2 separate regions of the Arabidopsis thaliana genome follow, and region 2 is linked to region 1. Evidence: chromatin contacts called from public capture Hi-C data. All regions are on one chromosome and are shown on one strand. The core of a region is the stretch at or near the end of the contact, and the rest is flanking DNA. Distances in the headings are between cores, read along the strand shown.

Region 1 (4,924 bases), core at 1,822-4,321:
AAGGAGTGCATCTCGATTCTACCATTCTCAAATTTTTGTATGAGAGATTTATCAGCCAGGACTTGAAGTCCGAAACTAACATATGTGTCATTGTTAGCTATGATCATCTGTTTCAAATAGTTTTCGTGTTGACCGCTAAAAATACATGCAATATGAAGAAATAAATCTTTTTCATGGTCATGCAAGCCATCATACCCGACTTTTAATACTTTCTCTACCTCTCCATCAAGTCGACTTTTTAGCGTAGGCAGGGAAAATTCCCACTCTTCCTTACCCTTTCCACGCATAAACGAACCAAGAACCCGTAGAGCCAGCGGAAGATGACCAGCAAGAGTTGTAAATTCAATTGCAAGGTGCTTTAAATCATCTGATGGGGAACTTTGCTTAAAAGCATGCTGGCAAAATATAGTAAGAGCTTCTTGTTTTGAAGGATAAGCCACCTGGTACATATGGTTGATATCATGAGAAACCAAAAGTTGTTTGTTTTGGGTTGTCACGACAATTCTGCTCTTGTTACCAAACCATTGATTTTCCTTTGCCAAGGCTTTGAGTTGCTCAATATTGTCCACATCATCAAGAATAATTAGAACTTTTTGGCTCTTTAGCCTTTCTTCTATTGCGCCTAAATGACGTACTCTCAAATCCTTTTGATCAAGAAGTTTGGATAAAAATCTTTGTTGTAAATGCAGCTTCAAACCATAGTCATCGAGGCCTGCTTCACCATAACTTTCTCTAACATTCTCCATAAATATAGAAAGATTGAAGTTTTCATGATATTGGTTATATAAAGCTCTAGCTATGGTAGTCTTACCAACGCCTGCAGGACCCCATATCCCTACTATCCTCACTCCTTGAGACTCAAGGCATAACAATGATTCCATCTTTGCAATGTGAGCTTCCATTCCAACCAAGTCATTGAAATCTCTTGATGGCGTTGCATTTAATTTTTCTAATACATCCTTGGAAATTGTTGTGATCTTATATGCTTCATTGTCCCTGGTGATTAAAAATAAGATCATTAAGTGTCTAGCTCTTAAACAGTTGGTGTAAAAAGCTTTATAATGTGGAATTTTAGTATGCGAGCACGTGCAATGACAGTTTCTCACCAAAATCTCTCATCTACAAAAGAAAACAAAATAATAAATATTATAGTTTATTTTTGATAAAAAATATTCTCAAAGCTACTAATTTTTGCAACTATACCATTTATCTCCAAAATATGTAGGACCATATTGCGTATTATTTTTTATTTTATTATTCTACATTTTAATTTGAAAATAGAGGATAATATTGCAAATACTAACAACTTTAAAGATTTTGTTTTGCATTAAACCCTTAATTGTAAGAGTTTCTAAAGAAAGTTGAGAGAGTTTCTAGTAGTCTCTCACTCTCTCAACTTTTTTTTAGAGACTTTCATAAGAGATTTTGGTGAAAGACTCACCAATGCATATGCTCTAGGACTTGAACACCCAAAAAACATTTATAACTCGAAAGAAACGTAAAATCATAGCCGTTGTCAATTCCAGTAAAAACCTAGATTAACTTTTAAGACCATAAAAACAAAAAAAAAACAAAAAAAGGAATATATATTTTGAAAGGAAAATCTTAAAACCTCTAGAGTTACCATTTGCAATCATCATGTGAATAACAAGTTACAAAATTACAAATCCTAAGGCACATTTATAAATGAAACTTTGAAATACAATATATAAATATATTTGTAAGCTTCATGAAATGCGGTTCAAAATGATTTCTGGTGAGATTTACTGACTATTACACCATCATTCCAACTCGTGAAACTCTTGAGTGTTCATTCCTTTAATTAATTTGTTTAATTTACATATAATCAGTGTTCAAGAAAGCGCTAGACGGTAAGTGGGTGGTGACCCTCCGCCTAGCGCCTAAAACACGTAGTCGGGGACTATACAATTTTAGGCGGTTTAAAAGGTTTTAGAATGAAACGATATATATTTTTTTGGCATGCATAAAACGATATATTTATATACTACTACATGAAATGTTGAAAAAAAACATTATAAAAAGCTGGAAATTAGCAAATTTTTAAAAATAAATATATATCGTTTTATTCAAAAATCGTCACGGCCGCCTAGCCCAACTTATCATATAATACAGTACTACTTTTCATCTCAATCTCTAATGTGGGACAATTTTAACATAAAACAATTCAAACATGTCCAGTAGGTGGTTTAGTGCATCAGGGAATTGTTCTTATGAAAAATAAAGGTTTCCTTCAGTAATTAGTCATGAGTAATCTATTAGAAGATCCATAAGAAGACTAAGATAGTGTCTATTAGCACATATAACTAAAGTTTTAGCAAGTAGAAATTCATATAAATTTGTAAGGCAATCTAGCGAGTTGCCACTTTGAGTTACTCTCCTCTTTCCCTTATTAGAAAATCAAATCTAAAACCATTGTGTTTTTGGTGATAATCTAAATATTTTCTTCTTTTACTTTTTTTTTGCACAAAAAAACTCATTGAGCCCATTAGACCACAAATCTATCTTGGTTTGGTTTATCATACAGAATCTAACCAAACGAAAATAAAATATATAAAAACTCACCAATTTTGAGGATGATCTCCAAGAATATTGGCAGCATCAGTCAACGCCCGCCTCCAGTTATGTTGTCGCTCCTCCGTCTTACCACAACAAGTTTCCAAGAAACTCATTCCAAACTTTCCGGTCTGTTTTCTTATATCAGATGGATCCACTTTGTAGAAAACCGGCATCACTTTCAGTCCTTGTTCTTCCTTACACTTCATGATCTCAATCAGCTCGTCCAAACACCAGCTTGAAGAAGCATAGTTCTCTGAGAACAAGACTACTGAGATCTTAGATTCTCTAATGGCTGCTCTAAGCTCATGACCGATCGTGTGGCTTCTTTTGATATGGTCATCTCTGAATGTCACTATTCCTTTGCTTTCAAATTCTTTGAGCAAGTGGCTGAGAAAGTTATTACGGACATCTTCCCCTCTGAAACTAGGAAAGACGTCGTATCTCCAAGAGTTTGAAGAAGAAGATGCCATGGGGAGAGGATTGAAGATAAAAATTTGTTATATTGACTTGTTTGGAGTGTTTTGGGAGAGCAATTTATAGAATCTATGGAATGCCTTTGCGTGTCAAAGTTGTAATATGAGATTTTCTAGGAAATGACATGGTAATTTCATTTTTATTATTATATTGCAACTAGACCCTTGTAGACAACAAAACATGCATCTCATTAAAGGTCGCCTAGGCTGACTTTTGTATATCATCAAGTAAATAAGACAAATTAAAACATGCATCTCGAAAGTTACTTTTGGCTGTAAAGACTTTTGCTGCATAAATTTTTGCTATAAAATTTTTAATATTTTAAAAACTATAACTATATACTATAGGTTGTGACAACATAAATTATGATTTTAAATAATTATTGAAAATATGGAACTTAATAAAACAAGAAAAAGACTTCAATTGTAAATAAACGTAAAAAAAAATTAAAAAGGAATAATTCATCTATGGGAGTTTTCATAAATATGGAGAAGAACGAAAAGGAAAAACTATTGACTTTTGTTTATTATCATTTTAAAGCCAGATTTATGCGATTTAAACAAAAACATGAAATCAAAGAACAAAATGAGAAAAAAGGTTGTGAGAATTTTTAAATTATTAAAAGCAAAAAAGTGTGATCGGATAAATTAAAACTGTAAAAATTGTTAATAGAATTTACAGTTTTCAAAGTCCTCCTCCCCAATCACCCCCATAATATTCTTTTATTTTTTGTGGTTTGTTTATCTTTTTCGGTAGACTTGAGCATGAAATTAAAAATTCATTCATTTTAGTTAAATTTAGTATTGCAGTTTATGAATGATACATTTTGAAACCTATATTAAAAATATTAAATATAAATATTTTTTTGTCATTAGAAAAAATAGTTCTCTACGAACATATGTAGAAAAAATCTTTAGGGAAGACAACCCAATTTCTTCTTCTTCTTCTAAACTACTTTATTAATTAACTTTTAAATTGTAGATTTAGTTTACAAGTAAAATTCACTAGAATATATAAATCATATATACATTTATATATATATATATATCATTATTGTTAAAAAATCGCGTTAGGCGTTAATCGGGCGCTCGGTATGGGACTAGCTATTAATCGATAAATCGGATTAAAATCGGAGATTAAAATCGGAGATTAAACGAGATTAGTTTTAGGATTATATTAATGTTTTAAAAACATATTAATCTAGTATTGTTTTCAAAATTATAGTAAACTAGATTCTGACCCGCACATACGTGCGGGGTTTCATATTTTAAGAAATGTATTGGAATACATTTTTAGTGAAAGATATTATAGTGTACAAATTATAATATGCATAGAAAGTGTATAGTGTTATTTATGATAAAATAGCTAATTTTTTTAATTAATTTATATTATTTATATTTTATTTGTATTTAGCATAGTAAATAGATTGTTATATTTGTTTCGAGTTGCGGAATAATATAGAGATATTTGGAAAATTTGTGTATTTTTGTTAGTTTGATGTATATATAAATTGATTATTTTTGTTTGAAATTTTTGATCAATTAGATGATATAATGTAAAATTTACTCCGCGGTACACCGTTGGTCGATTTGTTTGTAACTAAAAACTCAAATTTTAAGATATAGTTGTTTTGTAAATATTGTTTATTTTGTTTAGTGTTTAAGATTGTATAATTATGTTATAATTATTAATTCTAAGATTTCACTTGTAGATTATTGTCCCGTATTAATATCAACCCAAACTAGTTCCACCATATAACTTTATTCCGTAAAATGAAAAACTATTTTGTTATTTTTAAATATTGTTATTGTAATATATAAAAAAATCGAGGGGTTGACATGTGGTACATGTTAGATTAATATATTTAAAAATA
Region 2 (4,811 bases), core at 236-2,735, 170 kb before region 1:
CCTATATTCATTAATGGAAGTTGAGAAGATTTACCTTGAAAACTTCTCCAAATCCACCTTGACCAAGCATGTTGCACTTTGAAAAGGTACATGTTGCAGCTTCAATTGTCTTAAGATCATACTGCAGTGAATATTTAGGTGATTCCTCTGCTACACAGAAATGTCATATTATTCCTTGCAACATGGAAGTACGTACACATAACAAATCTAAACCATGATGATATGTTTTCATATTCACCAAAGTTTTTCATTTTTCTAATAAACATTGGTTAGCTAATAAGAAGTTTTAGATAGTTGACCATTGAACTGAATAAACTATTCCTAGTTAAAATTCCCTTGTCCCGGCATCATGCAGTGTTCCTGATTAAGCATGCATGCCTTATTGTTCTTAAAGAAAAAGAAATCAGTGAGTAAAATACGAATCAACTCACCTGGAGGATCAGTTTTTCTCTTTCTGCAAACAAGTACTACTACTAAAGTAGATAGCACAGAGATGACAACTCCGGTGGCAACAACAATGGCCACAAAGAATCCAACTGAGATATTCCTTTTGCTACCTGGGCATAGTAGAATCACAGAGGATAGTTTACAATAGAGAAAATGCATCATCCAGTGATTGAATCTGTTTCAAACCTTTCTCAAACTATTGGTCAGCAACTTAGCAGAATGATACGTTCTTAGAATCATATTTTTTCTTTTAGTTGAGGAATTACCTGGCGGGGGTGAAAGTGTCAAATTAAAAGCTCCGATGAAGGGATACAGATCCCACCGAAAACAGCAGCTTGGCCATGCAACAATTCCTCTTTGCATCCTAAGGTTGCCATATTCAGAAACAGCTTTTTCCAGACAGTTGTGACAAGCACCTTTTTCTAGATCAGGAGTGCATAGCATTAATGCATATATATTCTGGAAATTTGTCAGATTTGTTACATTAGCTGCATAATATCTACGACTAGATAATGATGCATTATAATCCGAGGATGCGTCAGACATCAAACGATCCGTTAGAGCCTCCCATATCGTATTTAAATATGTCAAATTTGATTTGATATCCACATTACTATGCTCCATGTAAAGTGGGTGCAATCCAACCCTCTTGAAGAATGAACTGTTAGAGTAACGAGCAAAACAGAGCGTCTTATGAGGTGTCCATGTATACGCTTCAGTTTGGTTAGGACAATTCTCTTGTAATTGGTCGGCCGCGACCTTGAGACAATCGGAGCAAACCGTAGGTTCGGTCCCGTCGATGCACATCCCCATTACGTGCACTTCGTCAGGAACTTTGCCGATGGAAGAATTGTAGAAGCCGTAGTGATCCACCACTTTGGAAGCAAGAGATGTAAGGATCTGCCTACGGTTGGTGTCGTAAGTTTTCCAAGGTTCAAAATACCCAGTTTCGTTGCATTGTTGCGAAGAAATAGCACCAATTATGCTTATGAGAACAACCCAGAAGATCAAAAAGGAAATCTTCTTGGTCTTTCTCATGATTTTACAAATGTGTTTGGGGTTAGTATGTACATATCCGTACACTTCATATCAGTTAAATAGCAATTGAGTTCTCTCAGCAAGTTGTCAAACTTAAAATATCCAAGGCATTATAAAAGCTAAGTCAGAGCATAGACAAAATCAGAGAACCAATCAAAGCAATGAGCTGATGTGTTATATGTTTATTAAAAGAATGTTGAAGTTTCAAAAATGTTAATGATGTGAGATGCACCCAGACTACACGCCCACTATGCTTGTTGAATGAATCTCCTCAACGTAACACAACGAAGCAGAGTGATATGAGTTAAATAACCAACAAATTGAGCAATCCAAAGACCCAAATTAGTAATATTTTGACAATTTCAATAGCTTATCTTATTACTTTCTCAGCACAAACAGTAATACAAAACCATTGTTTTACTAGAGGCATTGTTGACAATGGGTTTAAAGTAAAGATTAAAGAATGACCTGACTGAATCCAAGTTTCGAACCCCCACGGAAAAAAAAATACAGGCTACTTGAAGCATCAAGACGATTGTCGGACAGCATTACATTTCCATTGGCATATGTCTAATTAAGACAACTCCATCAGACGCTTCCATGGTACAATCCAGTGGCGGATCTAGAAAAATATTTAATCTGGGGCACTATTAATTTACTTATTATATATTATTTTTTATCAAAATTATTATATATACTATTCGTTATTAAACTATAAGTTTGTGATAAAATATGTAGTTCAATAAATTCTGTAATTTGTTTCTCACAATTTATATAGGTACCCAAAAAAAAACTATGAAATTGTGTTCATATAACTTTGTTATTCATTTTCACATAAAAGTAAATGAATAGATATATCAAACATTTTAGAAATATATCAATACACATATACTATCTAATCAATTAATAAAGAAATTTTAAAAGAAAGTTAAAAGTGGATGTTCATAAATCAAAGGAAGAAATAAGTGATTAAATTGATAAAATTGGGGGAAAAAATGAGCAAAGTCAAAAAAAGAAAAAAGTTACTTCAACTAGTCTCGAACCTGGGTAAGGATGGACGAATATTGAAAACACTTAACCAGTTGTGCTGAATCATTTAAACTGCATAAGTTTACAAGCTAATACTTATAATTTAATGTAGGGCACGTGCCCCACATCCCATACACCTAGATCCGCCCCTGGTACAATCTGAGCACGACTCTGCTATTGGCACATGGATTACGCATCCTCCCACTCGAAGAATTGAAGAAGCCATCACGAGCCGTGACATTAGAAGCTCTACGAGAACTGATTGGAATGGAACAAGGTAACAGGGAACGAACCAATCAACGGCCAGGAAACCCTAACTTCCATAAGAAATTTCTCGTCGTTTAACAAATCAGAATTAGGCGGAACAACGGTAGAATCGTGAACCCCGGTTGGACATTTATACAATAACCGGTTTGGTTATACATAATCAGATTATATAACCGGTTTAGTACATTGGTAGGAACCGATTTGCTAAACAACTTCAAGCTCATGAGGCTGTCGCACTGAAAGAGTGTGTTTGCTAGTAGTGAGCATTAGTGCGGTAACTCAACGGAGCAAGGAGAAACAATTGAATGTGATTCCCAAAGTTTTAGAAAATTTTTCTTTACAAAATAGGCCCTCAATTATTTTTTTTCTTCTATAAATAGGCCCCAAGTTTTAAGATTACAACAAAACCCTTTACCAAAGCTCCCTCCTACAACTGGACCACATATGCTAAACCATAGAGTTGGATGCATAAAACAAGAAATTATGAGGGTGTAAAGAACTTTGAAAAGTTGTAATCTGTTTGGACTAGTGACAATTCATTGCTAATGTTTTCACAATATATTTTTCTATTGTTGATTGGCAGGCCCGACCCATCCTTGATCGTGGGATCAAACGACCACAACTTCTACTTACTTCGTTCCTTCTTTTTTTTTGCTGCAAATTACCCTTTTTCTTAGCAATTTTTTTCTTTTCACGTTTCTATAGTGTTTGTTTTGTTTCACGTTCAGATAATGCTTATAGTATTTTTTCCCTTTCATGTTTTATAGATTATTAATATTAAACGTTTATTGTTAGTATATTTTGGAAAGACCACATACTAAAAATGTTTTAAGCCCCACAACCTAGGATCGGCTCTGTTGATTGGTAAATCAGTTTGGTTCGTACCAGTTTTTTTTTGGTGTGAAGGTTCTTACTAGCTTTTTGTATGTAATTATGTATGTTACTTTCATTTGCTGTAAATACATTCTATTCTTTTCTTTTTTTGTCGTAAATACATTCTATTCTTTAAAATCTTCTATGTTTTATCTAAATAGGTTTTTAAAAATAAATAAATAAATAAATATATATATATATATATAGAAAAGAGACTAGAATAAAAGAAAAAATGTATGGTATTAATGTATTATCCAAAGACGAGTTATGCAGTCTCCGAAATACATTTGATTTTTTATTATTATTTTTGAATTTCACATTGTTTCAACAAATTTTAAGGCGAACATATATCTTTTTTTTAATTTCTCCTCTTACTTAAATCACCCATCAAAAAGTTTTTTTTTGTAATTTAATGGTGTTAACTGAAATTATTGTGTGGTTCTAACTTCTAAGACTCCTTAATTAGATAAGGAAAAAAATTGGAATCAATCCTTTAACAAAAAAATGGAATTAATGGAGAACCACGTTTTTTTAACCTAAATTTCAGGAGGTGATAGATCTAAGATGTATCATTAAAAAAATAGACACATCTAACTTTTCTTATATATACTTTAAATTTTGTTCACTTTTTCATTAAACAAATTAACCAAAAACATCATCTGACAAAACAAAAAAAAAAAAAAAAAAAAAAAAAAAAAAAAAAAACATCATCAATTTGTTTAGAGTATATGAGATGAAGAAAGCTAGTCAACTATCAACAACCATTCTAACTATCTTCATCGTCCTTGCAATAGGTTTGTAGTTAGATTTACAAACATATTTTCTTAAAAAATATTTATATATTTTATCATATGAAAATAAAATTAGATATTAAGAACATGCAATCTATCTGAATAATGTCAATTCTATATCTCACTTAAATAGCTAAATTTAATTATTTAATAGCAAATTCAATATTTTTATATCAAAACCTTGTCAAATAGTGTTAAAGATCAAAGTCATTCCAAAACCATAGTATCCATAGTTTTTGGATAGCTTTTTTCCATTATGTCCAATACTTTATTAATTAATATATGCAAAAGTATTTAAACATTAATCTTCAAAAAAAAGAAACTGATATTTTTATGTCTCAAATATTTACTATATTAGGGATGATG

The links. Capture Hi-C pulls out chosen DNA fragments and counts their contacts.
Region 2: a contact with region 1 is called in a capture Hi-C map of seedling, with 2.6 times the contacts expected there. The contact joins the promoter of CRK33 here to the promoter of AT4G11170 in region 1. A contact is called at or near these places in 2 of 3 other capture datasets (seedling and shoot).

Annotation. Positions count from the first base shown.
Region 1 is chr4:6,809,250-6,814,173 of TAIR10.1, reverse strand. It overlaps AT4G11170 (Disease resistance protein (TIR-NBS-LRR class) family), which reads right to left and starts at 3,071. Exons shown (of 4, transcript NM_117187.2): 1 at 2,584-3,071; 2 at 1-996. The coding sequence starts at 3,047.
Region 2 is chr4:6,975,522-6,980,332 of TAIR10.1, reverse strand. CRK33 (cysteine-rich RLK (RECEPTOR-like protein kinase) 33) reads right to left here and starts at 1,485. Exons shown (of 7, transcript NM_117220.1): 1 at 714-1,485; 2 at 432-557; 3 at 35-147. The coding sequence starts at 1,485. LCR11 (low-molecular-weight cysteine-rich 11) reads left to right here and starts at 4,319. Exons shown (of 2, transcript NM_001036542.2): 1 at 4,319-4,448; 2 at 4,804-4,811. The coding sequence starts at 4,388.